3 separate regions of the Sus scrofa genome follow, and all the other regions are linked to region 1. Evidence: chromatin contacts called from public HiChIP or PLAC-seq and promoter capture Hi-C data. All regions are on one chromosome and are shown on one strand. Each heading gives the region's core, a stretch centred on a gene start, on an enhancer-like site or on the middle of the called end of the contact. The rest is flanking DNA. Distances are from core to core; before and after follow the strand shown.

Region 1 (4,093 bases), core at 1,544-4,043:
ACCATATTTTTTTAAGAAGAGTTCCTGATCTTCCAAAGTCTATCCATTTCATCTACAGAAAATTTCAGTGGTATCCCAAGACTGTCCATGATACTTTAGTAAGTTCAACCAGGAAAGTGGATCTGTCAATTAGCATTAAAGAAAAAGACAAGTGCAAAAACTTAAGGATTACATCATTTTGGTTATTAATTGACTACCTAATGGAAAACAATTCCACTCAGAAAGCATCTTTACTCCCTGAATTTCTGGCAGGCAAAGCATGAAAACCCAGAGCCTTATGAAAAATCAGCTAACTTGCTAAAACCACACCTCAGACCAGAGTGCTGTCTTCCTTCATGAGCAGGGCAGCAAGTCTTAAAGCTCAATTTAGACGCTAAGTAAAGCCAAAATGTATCTGTAACTAAAGTACTTGAGAAGAAAAAAGACTTTGAGAAGCATGAAGAGACTCTTCATACTGCATGATTTTAAATAGTAACCTCAACAAAGCCCATAAACACGTAAAACTGACACATAAGAACATTCAATGGATGAACGAATGAATGAATGGATGAATGAAGGAAGGAACTGTAAGCCACTAAGACTCCCTTTTTAACACCTACATAGCAACTAAAGTCAAATTTTATTTAAAACTCTTCAGAATCTTCTGGCATAAAATTAGGTTAGGAATAAAGTTACATTGAGAGATAAAAAGCAGAAGCCAAAGAAAAAAGTAAAGATGTCCTCTCTGGTGGATAAACTTTGGAAACAACTTCTTTAAACATAAAAAAGTTCCATTGTTTGCAAAATCGATGTCGCAAAACACCAATAGCAAATTCTGCATTTTATCTTAGAAGTTCTATACAAACTATCTTTTGTGCAGTGATTAAGGCTTTCCCCACTGCTCATGAAAATCTGTTTTGACTGCCGCAAATAACTGGGAAAAAATGAAATCCCTCTGCATTGTTAGCTGACTTAAGTGTCTGCAACTGCTAAGAGGAATCGCACTAGACTAACTCGGGTTTGACAGCTTTCTGGACCCTCCTGGCAGACTCTTTAGATACCCTATTCTGTCTCTAATTCTGGCTGCCTGAAGAATATGAAACATTTAAATCAACATAAACTGCTAATAATCAACTTTCAAAGGTCAAAGGGGGACCCAGTTTTAACCTCTCACCAACACGTGTTCAGTACAAACTTCCGGGTGAGGTTACAATTGGCTGCGCAATTCAATGGATAAAAACGTTGCTTTATTTGACTCTCATTTTCTCGCCCTTTCTTTTCCCACGTTTCTCCACCAGCGACTCCCCAAAACAAAAGCCTCCCACAGTAAACGGAGCATGCACATAAAAAGAGTTCCTCTGTGCGAGGATCAAGTTAGTGGTCCGCAAACATTAACCAAACAGAAGCACAAAGCCGGGGTGGAAAGGGGAGGAGCTGGATGCCAGGGTCAGGAAAGAAACAATCACAAGGGTTCAGGAACATCCAAATCTCCTCCGCGGTTAAACCGACCCCAAACCACTTCTGGGAAACCACCAGCGTATACTGGTTTGGGGAACTTTAGATGCTCGTTACGCCAAACGCTCTCAAAGTAAGCAAATCCCGGACCGCCTTTCCCTCCCTATAGATTCTTACTTAGGGTCCAAGAGGCGAGCGAACAAGCTCCAGGCAAAATTAACCTAATCACTGGGTGAAGCGTGAAGGTGGCCCCACGTGTCCCACGTACCGTCCCTACTGCCCTGAGAGCAAGGTAACAAGCAAACCGTAGGTGTGGGGGTCCACATCTTGGGCAACCCTGTCGCCTTCCGCACTCGCCCCGAACCAAAGCAATCCTCCAGCGGAAGACTTTTGAAGGGTTGTGGAGCTCACTTTCCTACGAGTCCGGGACCTCGCATCCCCTGGTCGAGACGGGGGAGCACGGGGGGCGATCCCGGCAGAGCCAGAGCTGGCGTCCGCAAACGCTGCCTCCTCGCCCAAACGGGGTGCCTTCGGTCTGGGACAGCGGGGCCCCAGGAGCCCGACAGCCCCACGCGCGGCGACCGCAGGGCCCGGCGCTGACCGACGGAGGAAGCCAGCGCGTCGGGGCCGCGGCCGGGACCGTGCCTCCGAGGACCCCGGGGCACGCAGCTGAGAGGGCAGCGAGGGGCGCGGGAGGCCCGAAGCCGGGGTGAGGTGGCGGCCCCCCCCAGCCTGGCCCCACACGGCCCCCTGAGGAGGGTGGGAGTGGGAGGCTGTCCGGGAGGAGGAGTGTGGAGACATAAAAGGGCTACAGGGAGGACTTACTTTCCCCACAGGATCTGACGCTGGAACACCTTCTCCCGGGCGGCGACAGCTTGAAGGACCAGAGGCGACTGGAGCGGAGGCGGCGGTGGCGGCGGCAGCAGCAGCGTCCGGCTCTGCCTACCTCCCCGCCGCCATCTTGACGCCCCTCCCCCAACCCCCCCCGCCCCACCGGGAGGGGGTGGGGCGACGGATGAGGCGCCGCGCGCACGCAGCGCGCGCCGCAGGACCCACGTGACTTCCTCCCTCCCCCCCCACCGCAAACCCCAGCCCCTCTCTCCGCCCCGCCTCTCTCCTAGGTGAAGGAAGATGATTTCCCCCCCCATCTTGGCCGCCCCCCGCCTTTTCCGCCAAGCACGGACTCCACCGGCTCCCGCCGACCCTGTACCAGTGGTTGAATCCAAAGGAATTCTGGAACCCAAACGGTCCATTATCGCGGCTCCGGGGTGGGCGAGGGGTGAGGGGGCCGGGTTTCCGAGAAGGGGGAGGGGGGGAAGACGAAGGCCGCCTAGGAGAGTCACGTGTCTACTGCTTCCGCCGGCGTTTGAAAGAATCGCGAGAGTTCGTTTTCCCCTCCTTTTCTCCCTCGCGGCATGTCGGGAGGAAGGTCTGTTCTGGGTTGCCCCGAGCAGGTCAGCCGGTGGGCCGTGCGCATGCGTCCCACACCTGCTTTCAACGTCGGGCAAGGAGGGGCTCGAAGCTGTTTTCGAAACCTTTTTGGTGCGTGGCTATGGCTCAGGAAGTTACCTAGTGGCGTCTTTGTCACTTTGAAAAACTCGTTACCTTAGTTAATTCTAGCAAGAAATTCTCGTAATGATTTCTTGTTAGGCTCTCCTAAAGCACTTTATTCAATGTGAGACCGCAAGGAACTCGGAGCCCCTCTACTGCTCCGACTGCTACAATCATATCCTAATGAGTGAGAGCGCAGTCAGCTCGGTTTCCTTTTTTCTCGCGCACGCACACACACACACACCTGGTAACCTGAACAAACTATTGCTCTGAATTAATGATTGCTGCATATCTGTCGCTACCGCCTCTCACTTCCTTATTTTTGTATTATCCATTATGATGATTATTATTGCTACTACTTTTAAGTGATCTAACAGAATAAACAAATTAACTTCTTGGTAACCCTTTTGTAAAGTCATTCTGAGAATGCTGTTTGAACCCGTTGCTTAGGTAATAGGCACGCCTAGGTGATTCTTGCCCCCTACTGGCGGTCGCTTTGCTGTCGCCTTGAGCTCAAAGCAGACCTAGTCATTCAAACACTTAGTTGTTAAGGTGTGAGCTCTTCAAGAGACAGTAAGGGGCTAGAGGAAAGGAAAAAAAGTAGTCATGGAGAGAATAATTATGAATCTTTCAACTTAGTGTTTTTATACATAAATATGCATTATATATGTATGCATGTAAATAAACATTTTAAAATGCCAACAAATCACTTTGCTACTGTTACTTTGTTTAATCCTCACACGCACATTAAAAACCTATGAAGGTTGGGGGGGGGTAGTTCCTGTGGTGGCTGAGCAGAAATGAATCTGACTAGCATCCATGAGGATGCGGGTTCCAACCCTGGCCTCGCTCAGTGGGTTGGGGATCTGGTGTTGCCATGAACTGTGGTATAGGTCGCAGAGGGAGCTCGAATCCCACATTGCTGTGGCTGTGGTGTAGGCCAGCAGCTACAGCTCAGATTGACCCCTTATAATAATAATAGTTCCATAAGAACAAGGCCTTCATCTGTCTTGTTCCCTACATTCCACTAGCCTGGTTTATGTCTAGTGTAGATGATGGCAAACAAGCAATTACAAATCTGTCACGTTATGAAAAGAAAGAAATACGA
Region 2 (4,523 bases), core at 1,525-4,024, 260 kb after region 1:
CAGGGATTGAACCCGCAACCTCATGGTTCCTAGTCGGATTCGTTAATCACTGCGCCACGACGGGAACTCCCATGGCCAGATGAATTTAGTCCTTGTTGAGCACTGTGGATAAACCGAAGTTTGAAAAGCAACTCTCTCCTGTCTCACAAGTTTTGGTTGAGTTCCTGATGCCTCCTGTGGTCCCGCACCACACAGAATGTGTTGTTCCATCTTCACTCAACATTCCCAGGGGAGTTTCAGATCTTACCTCCACTCTAAGTCTCGTTCTCTTTTTTCCTAATTCATATTAAACATGTAACAAATGACATAAAAATTACTCCCTTGGGTATTCCCTGGTGGCCTAATGGTTCGGACTCTGTGCTTTCACTGCTGTGGCCCTGGTTCAGTCTTTGGCCTGGGAACTGAGATTCCATGTGAAGCTGCTCGACAAAAAAAAAAAATCCTCCCTCCAGCACCACTGTTTGTATTACTCTGTGGAATCACTGCTTTCTCCCCAGCTGTGCTGCTTTTTCTTTGATGTGGATCTCTGTGGGTTAAAGTCATTACACTCTCTAGGAGTTGAAAATTATCTTTTGTCAAAGGAAAGGAAATGCTAACTGATTAACTACAGCAATTCAGTCTTTCTATGGAAGTTAGTATAACTAGCTCTAGAAAGTGAATTAATTAATTAATTAATTTGGTCTTTTGTCTTTTTAGGGTTGCACCTGCGGCAGATGGAGGTTCCCAGGCTAGAGGTCTAATCAGAGCTACAGCTGCCGGCCTACGCCACAGCCACAGCAACGATGGATCCAACCTGTGTCTGTGAGCTATACCACAGCTCACGGCAACGCTGGATCCTTAACCCATGGTTCCTAGTCAGATTCCATTCACTACTCCATGATGGGAACCCCAGAAAGTAAATTTAAAATTTTCCAGTAACCAGTAATTTGACCTGATTTTGTGGGCTTTTGTTAGGGTGACTTTATATTTATGAAGGGGAAAAACTTACTTTAGCAGTTAGAACAGGATTGGGGGGCATGCTATATGGTTTTGACTTTTCTAAGTTTATACATGCATTTATGCATCTAAGAAATATTTATTGAGAGGCTACTATGCGCTGGGACTTGCAGATACCAAGACTGTGTCCCTTGTCTGGTGGAGCTGTCAACTGGAGAAAAAAGCACAACCTAAAAGCTGAAAGTTATGTTTCATTCAGGGCATTTATTGAGGAATATAGCCTGGAAGGCAGTCTCTCCCTTACTTAAATTTCCTGGCCTGGGAACTTCTATCTGTCATACATTCAGCAGTGAAAAAAAGGCAAAAAAAAAAATAAAAAAATAAAAAAGATTACTGCTAATCACAAAAAACACACCACAAGTTAATGATTTTAGCGCTTATATATGTATGGGGAGATTCGAGTCTGAGCTTATCAAAATTATTTCTTTGATATGCATCTTAACTAGGGCTAGTATCCTGTTTTTCTCCATTCTGAATTCCCCTGAGGGTGAACTGTTGGGGGTGGCTGCAGACTTTCTTCCGTCCAGACAACACAGTTTAGTGGGGAAAACTGGCAATAAACACCCATGAGATAATTTCAGTGATAGGTGCTATGAAGAAAATAAAACAGGGCTATGGTGGGATGGGATGGTAGGTCTACTTTTGCTAGGAGTCAGGAAGTACCTTTCAGAGCCAGGGACTTTTGACCTAGGAGCTTTTTTTTCTTTTTAGAGCCAGACAGACTGCATATGGAAGTTACCAGGCTAGGAGTCGAATTGGAGCTACAGCTGCCCGGCCTTCGCCACAGCCACAGGGGATCCGAGCTGCGGCTGCAACCTACACCACAGCTCAGGGTAACGCAGAATCGCTGACCCACCGAGCAAGGCCAGGGATTGGACCCACATCCTCATGGATACTAGTCGGGTTCGTTTCTTCTGGGTCACGTCGGGAACTCCCAATAGGAGCTAATTTTGAGAAGGTCTGGGGGAAGAGGTGTTCGAGGCCGAGGGAGGAGAGGGGTCAGTAAGTTCAAGTGCACGGACCTGGAAAGCGAAAGAAGGCAGGTGCGGAGGTGGGGCGGGAGGAGAACAGAGCTTGGGGAAGGCAGAGGTTAGACACCCGTGGGTAAGAAGTTTGGATTTTATTTAGAACACAGTGAGAAGTGCCGGAAAAATTTACGTAGGCTCACATTAGATTTTCGTCTTGTCAGAGATCACTGCAGCTGCTGTGCGCAAGATCGTAAAAGGCAAGAGCAGCCCGCAGGATTACAGTGCCGCGCATCAGACTCTGCTTTCAGGTCCTCACAAAGGCCAGGAACCCAGAGAGAAGCCAGAAAGGCAGGAACCAGCCGCAAACACCACTTGAAATTGTAACTCCGTTGATAGGCAGATCTTTGGAGACAAAGATTCTCGGAGCTTGTCGGGAGCTTGGGGATGGGAAAGGGACTGACTGCAGCTGAACAAGAGGAATACTTCTGGGGTTGATGGAAATGTTCTAAAAGTGATTGTGACGATGGCTGCACAGCTGTAACTTTACTAAAAATTACAAAATTGTATGCTCTAGTTGGGTGAACTTCATGGCATTTAAACTCAGTAAAACTCCTTTTTAAAAGCGCCCAACCGCAGAGCGACCGGCTGTTTTCCGCCTGGGTCTGGCAGGGTTCGGGTAGCCTCCCCAGTGCCACTGGGGTTTGCGCCGGTTGGCCCCGCAGCCGCAGCCGTGAGCAGCAACTCCGGGCGCCATTGGTCGGCCGGCAAGGTGGGGGAGGTGGGTGGGGGGAGGAACCGGAACCGGCTGCAGTCGGGGGGCGGGGCTTCGCGGGTGGCGGTGGCGGCGACTGGAGCGGCGGCCGCGGTGGCAGGTTCTGGGGCAGCTGCTGCAGTCCGTAGCCCCATGGTGCGGGGCCGCGGCCAGGCCTCAGGAGGAGCCCGAGCCCCAGACCGTACCGGCTTGACCGTGCGGGCCCGCGCAGCCCGGAGTGCCCGCTGCCCGTCGGGCCCCGCGGGGGCGCAGCCCGGCTGGCCATGGGGTCCCTGTTCCGAAGCGAGACCATGTGCCTGGCGCAGCTCTTCCTGCAGTCCGGCACGGCCTACGAGTGCCTCAGCGCCTTGGGCGAGAAGGGCCTGGTCCAGTTCCGAGACGTGAGTGTCGCCCGGGAGACGCGGGACCGCGAAGCTACCGCATCGCGCCTTTCGCTCGGGCCTTCTTTCCGGGGATGCCTGGGCAGGGACGCCCCGTCCTCCCCATTTCCCAGGCGGGGAAGCTGAGGTCCACTATCCGGCCTGAGCTTCCGCAGAGCGGGGCTGGAGCCCAGGGTCGCCGGATGTCTGGTCCGCAGCCGCTCTGGCGGGGTTAGTTAGGAACGCTCCTCGTTGTTTTCATCAGCTCGGGTCGGACCATCTGATGCTTCGGAGCGCCGACTCTGTGCCAGGCACTGGGCTAACCAGGAGAACAAATCTGTTGAGGCCTTTCAGAGCCCTTCTAGAACTTACAGAGGTGGCAGAGGAAAAATATTGAGCAAAAGAATACGTAAAAAGGAATATGTTTGCTACACAGAAAGTAAACCGAGGTGGTGAGATGGTGATTCCGGTGGGGGTGATCAGGGAGGCCTCTTGAAGGAGGTGTCCTTGGGCTGAGACCTGAATGGGAAGGAGCCCGCCCTGGGAAAATTTGGGGGAACAAGGTCCCAGGTGGAGGGAACAGGAAGAGTTGGAGCCTGAATTGGGAATGAACTTGGTGTAGGCTCCTGAGGGTAAGATTTTTGAGGGTGAGTGTTTTTGTTCACTGATGATGTACATACCGCTGCCTAGTAAGGAACAGGAGTGCAGTCAGAATGGGAACTCTCCCTAGCAAGTAGTAATAAACACTTTTGTTTATGTATCTGTTTACTTGTTTATTGTTTGTCTCCACCATGAAAACTCTCACACCTCCCCCCCCATTTAAGGACCTTGCCTGAGCTTTTTCATTCCTGATTCCTCAGTACTCAGTACAGTCCCTGGCTTTGTGGGCATTAATAAGCATTTGTTGAGTGAATGAACAAGCTTTTATTGAGTGCTTGCTTGGTCCGATTCGGAGTTTGGTGCTGAGGACTCAGGGGTGAGCAGGGTGGACAAGGTCCCTGTGTTTTTATTGTTGACAGTTAAGGAGGAGACAGAATCACATTCTGATTATGAACTGTGATAAGTGCCATGGAAGGAAAAGAACAGTGCGAAAGGGGGATTATGAAGCAGGACCTAACGCTGGCTAATTGAACTGAAAGTCACTTGAGTGAACATTTTATTTCCTGGGACCCAACTTTCAAATCCTGTAATTTCCCTTCATCTTTCTGAGGGCTCCTTGGTTTCAAGATGGAACAGCCGTGCCTGAGATCTGATATCATTGATCCTTGGGTTGGCCTCACAAGGCAATTGCAAGGTCAGAGAGAAATGTCTGAGTGACAGGTGAGCTCTTCCTGGTTCCTGGAGCCATTTGGGCTTCAGCACGTGGTGCCCACTTTCCTGGCAGGTGCTATGCTGAGCTGTGAGTAGCACCTTCTGAAAGATTCAGGA
Region 3 (4,066 bases), core at 758-3,257, 510 kb before region 1:
CTGTCTCTTAAGGTATAATCCATGGTAGCTTTCTCACTCTTAAAAGTTGATAAGTTAACTTTATGTTTTTTGTTTTGTTTTCCTTTTTGTCAGCATGCTTGGCATGTGGGGAATTCCTGGGTCAAGAATCAAAACTGGCAGTAACCTGAGCCACAGCAGTGACAGCACTCGAACCTTAACCTGCTCACCCACAACAGGAATCCAAAATAGTGAAATTTTTGATTTGCAACTAGTCATAATAATCCCTTACCATATTCAGTTAATATTTACCAGCCATAATCTTAAAATGTCAGCCTCATTTCTTACTGCTTCCTGTACCTCAACTCTTACAGTTGAGTGTTAAGCATGTGGTTGTCTTGTGAACGATGGCATTTTAGAGCTTCCTAAAAATACCAAATTTTACAAAGGTGAAATTTTAGAAGTATGTGAAATATTAAAATGCTCCTCAATTGGAAAACTGACATTCAACCACATTCCTTTTTTTTTTTTTCTCATTCCACTACCAAGAGTTACTGCATAATCAGCTACTGATAGGCCATTTTTAACAACTAGTCAGCATTTGCTTTCTTTCTTTTTTCTTTTGCCTTTTTAGGCCACTGTGCAGCATAAGGAAGTTCTCAGGCTAGGGGTTGAATCGGAGTTGCAGCTGCCAGTCTACGCCATAGCCACAGCAACACAGGATCTGAGCTGCATCTGGGACGTACACCACAGCTCACAACAATGCCAGATCCTTAACGCACTAAGCAGGGCCAGGGACTGAACCTGCATCCTCATGGATATTAGTTGGTTTCATTATTGCTGAGCCACGACAGGAACTCAGAGCATTTGCTTTCTCGATTAAGTTCGAAGGCACTGTCTTGTCCATTCTCAACATGACCTTGTCCTAAGGATGCAAGTGTCATCCAAATCAGTAAAGCTTCACAGTAAGAAATTCAAATTTTATTTTTTCATTTTCGGATCGTCTTTTATAAACAAAAGGGCGTGTCTTGCTAATTTACAGTCAACCAGAAAGTAAAGGTGAAATACTATTAAGACTGTGTTTGGTGATCTGTCTTGACAGGAATGCCATCTTACAAGTTAAGCAGCAGTGGGTGGACAATCAGAGGTTAAATATAAGCTTTTTTCATTTTTCGGCTGTGCTCTCTGGCATGCGGTGGTTCCCAGGCTGGGATCTAACCCTCACCACCAGGGAACTCCAATTTTTTTTTTTTGTGTGTGTGTGTGTCTTTTTGTCTTTTTGCTATTTCTTGGGCCACTCCTGAGGCAAATGGAGGGTCCCAGGCGAGGGGTTGAATTGGAGCTGTAGCCGCTGGCCTAAGCCAGAGCCACAGCAACGTAGGATCTGAGCCATGTCTGCAACCTATACTACAGCTCATGACAATGCTGGATCCTTAATCCACTGAGTGAGGTCAGGGATCGAACCCACAACTTCATGGTTCCTAGTCGGATTCGTTAACCACTGAGCCACGACAGGAACTCCTGTTTTTGGGGTTTTTTAGGGCCGCTGCTCCTGGGGCATATGGAGGTTCCCACACTAGGGGTCAAATCAGAGCTGTAGCTGCTGGCCTACACCACAGCTCATGGCAACACTGGATCCTTAACCCATTGAGCAAGGCCAGGGATTGAAGCTGCGTCCTTATGGGTGCTAGTCAGATTCATTTCTGCAGAGCCACAGTGGAAACGCCTCCAATTATTTTTGTATAGTTCAATTCCTATTATAACATGAAGAATAAAATGTAGAAGAAAGGGTGAAAAAAGCTTAGTATCAGAGTTCTCCTCTGGCGCAGTGCGTTAAGGATCGTTGTCACTGTGCCAGCTTGGGTCGCTGCTGCAGCACAGGTTCAACCCCTGGTCCAGAACTTCCACATCCCTCACGCAGGGCCAAGAAGAAAAAAAAAGCTTAGTTTCAACCCAGAACAGTAAATGTTGTCACAACAAAGTGTCAAGTTTCTCATTGCAATTCAAGAGCTATATCAAGAGTCCAAAAAAATTGTTTTCTTTTTTCACCTGATTCTTAGCTTAGGCCTGTCTGCTAGGATGGTCAGCAGCTGACTATGAACTGCCAGGGCTGGCTTCTGCCTCCAGTCTCTTTGTTGCCTGAATGCCAGGGGTACACAGCAGCTAACGACCGTGTTCACAGTTTGGCAGGAGATCATGGAGCAGAAACAGCCATTCGTTGCTTTATCATTCCCTGGGTGATGGTTCTTTGCAGGCGGTGGGTAATGGCTTTTACATCGTCAGATATGCCTTTCAAGAGCCCCCAGGTCCGGATTTGGAAGAACAAAATGCCCGGGTAGGAGCTGGCTTCCCGCGGGATCGCGCAACCGGCCACCGGGTGTCGCGAGAACCGGGGCGGCCCCTCAGCGACCCTATAGGCCGGGAGGCCGGGCACGCTCCGCGGGGCTGGCGGTTTAGGCGGGCTTGCTTGGGCCAGCGAGGGCGCGGGGCTCCAGCGCTCGGGGCTGGCCCCCGCCGCTCCGGGCAGGCGCGCCTATGGCGTTTCTAAGGTGACGCTGCGCACACTGACTCTCCGGGGGCGGAGGAAACACCTATGAACCCTTCGGCCTCCTTCCTGGCCGGGCGCCAGGTGAGCGGCCGCCGCTTGGCGCCTCCCTCCCGCCGCGGGCGGACTCGCCGTTTCCGCCGGCGGGTCGGTGGGAAGCGGAGGGCAGATCTCGGGGACAACGTGTGTCTGGGCCGAACGTGGCTGGTTTTTCGGGAACCGTTTCTGCTTAAAACAATACTCGGGATGTAGAGGGAAGAGGGAGCGTCACATCCGTTTCCTTTAATAAAATCTTGTTTTTCAGCCCAGGCGCAAAGTCGAGTGGCGAGCATTAGGTGCTGCTCACTTTTTAAGGGTAACAGTGGGCATTTGTAGATCTGCCTTTATATACGCCTTCTCGCTTCCTGTCCTTAACGTTGCTTAACAGCAGCCTGCTAGTGGAGCGGCACTCTTATAATCCATTTTACTAAAAAGTCTTGAAAATAAACTTGTCTGACATTTGCATTTACCGGTATTGGTTGAGTTGAACGGGATGTGTACACTTGGCCTGTTGCTTGTGTTGCTCGACTAGAATACGTGCTCCTTGCCGGTGAGCTCAGTGCTGTATCCCCAAAATGGCGCTAAATGTTGAAGGAATGAATAAGTGAGTGAATGACTTACCAAAGACTGGAATTCAAGTTTGTGGACTTGGAATCCCTTGACTCCAAATTCCATTTTCTCTGTTTAGTAAGTAACTGAAATTCACTCGTCATTTTTATTTATTTGCAATTCTTTATTTTTCCAGAAAGCAGTAGTGATGTACATGGGCTCCTGGTGAACTTTAAATTACTGTTTGTAAGGTAGATTTTTTTATTTTTTTGGTCTTTTTGCCTTTTTCTAGGGCCGCTCCAGCGGCATATGGAGGTTCCCAGGCTAGGGGTCTAATCAGAGTTGTAGCCTCCGGCCTAGGCCACAGCCACAGCAACGTGGGATCCGAGCTGGGATCCGAGCCGCGGCCTGCGACCTACACCACAACTCACGGCAACACCAGATCCTTAACCCGCTGAACAAGGCCAGGATTCGAACTTGCAACCTCATGGTTCCTAGTCGGATTCGTTAACCACTGAGCTATGACGGGAACTCCAAGATAGAATTCTTAAAGTAACACTTTCAGTTTTTTTTTTTAATTGAAGTACAGTTGATTTACAATATTGTGTTAGTTTCAGAGTAGAGCATAGTGATTGTTTCGTTTTTGTTTTTCAGCTATTTATTTCATAGATGCAGACAGTATTGTACTTTGAAATGTGACTTACAATCTTAATAATAATATAACAATAATAATTAATGTTTGTTGGATTGCTTATGATGAAACAAAATTATTATTATTATTTTTTGGTTTTTAAGCCCGCACCCTCGGCATATGGAGGTTCCCAGGCTAATCAGAGTTACAACTGCCAGCCTACACCACAGCCACAGCCGCATCAGATCTGAGCCGAGTCTGCAACCTACACCACAGCTCACCGCAACACCAGATCCTTAACCCACTGAGCAAGGCCAGGAATCGAAGTCACAACCTCATGGTTC

The links. Promoter capture Hi-C pulls out the DNA fragments that hold promoters and counts their contacts. HiChIP or PLAC-seq counts read pairs in DNA pulled down with a chosen protein or histone mark.
Region 2: a contact with region 1 is called in an H3K27ac HiChIP or PLAC-seq map of alveolar macrophages. The contact joins the promoter of ATP6V0A2 here to the promoter of SBNO1 in region 1. A contact is called at or near these places in 1 of 5 promoter capture datasets (liver) and 2 of 2 datasets of contacts at active chromatin or transcription factors (alveolar macrophages and skeletal muscle).
Region 3: a contact with region 1 is called in a promoter capture Hi-C map of fetal skeletal muscle, with 3 times the contacts expected there. The contact joins the promoter of CCDC62 here to the promoter of SBNO1 in region 1. A contact is called at or near these places in 1 of 5 promoter capture datasets (fetal skeletal muscle), 2 of 47 Hi-C or Micro-C datasets (heart right ventricle and liver) and 1 of 2 datasets of contacts at active chromatin or transcription factors (alveolar macrophages).

What each region holds. Positions count from the first base shown.
Region 1 is chr14:29,557,803-29,561,895 of Sscrofa11.1, reverse strand. It overlaps SBNO1 (protein strawberry notch homolog 1), which reads right to left and starts at 2,793. Exons shown (of 31, transcript XM_021073996.1): 1 at 2,260-2,793.
Region 2 is chr14:29,295,946-29,300,468 of Sscrofa11.1, reverse strand. It overlaps ATP6V0A2 (V-type proton ATPase 116 kDa subunit a), which reads left to right and starts at 2,774. Exons shown (of 19, transcript XM_021072229.1): 1 at 2,774-3,116. The coding sequence starts at 3,000.
Region 3 is chr14:30,064,579-30,068,644 of Sscrofa11.1, reverse strand. CCDC62 (coiled-coil domain-containing protein 62) reads left to right here and starts at 2,007. Exons shown (of 13, transcript XM_021074080.1): 1 at 2,007-2,587; 2 at 3,075-3,229.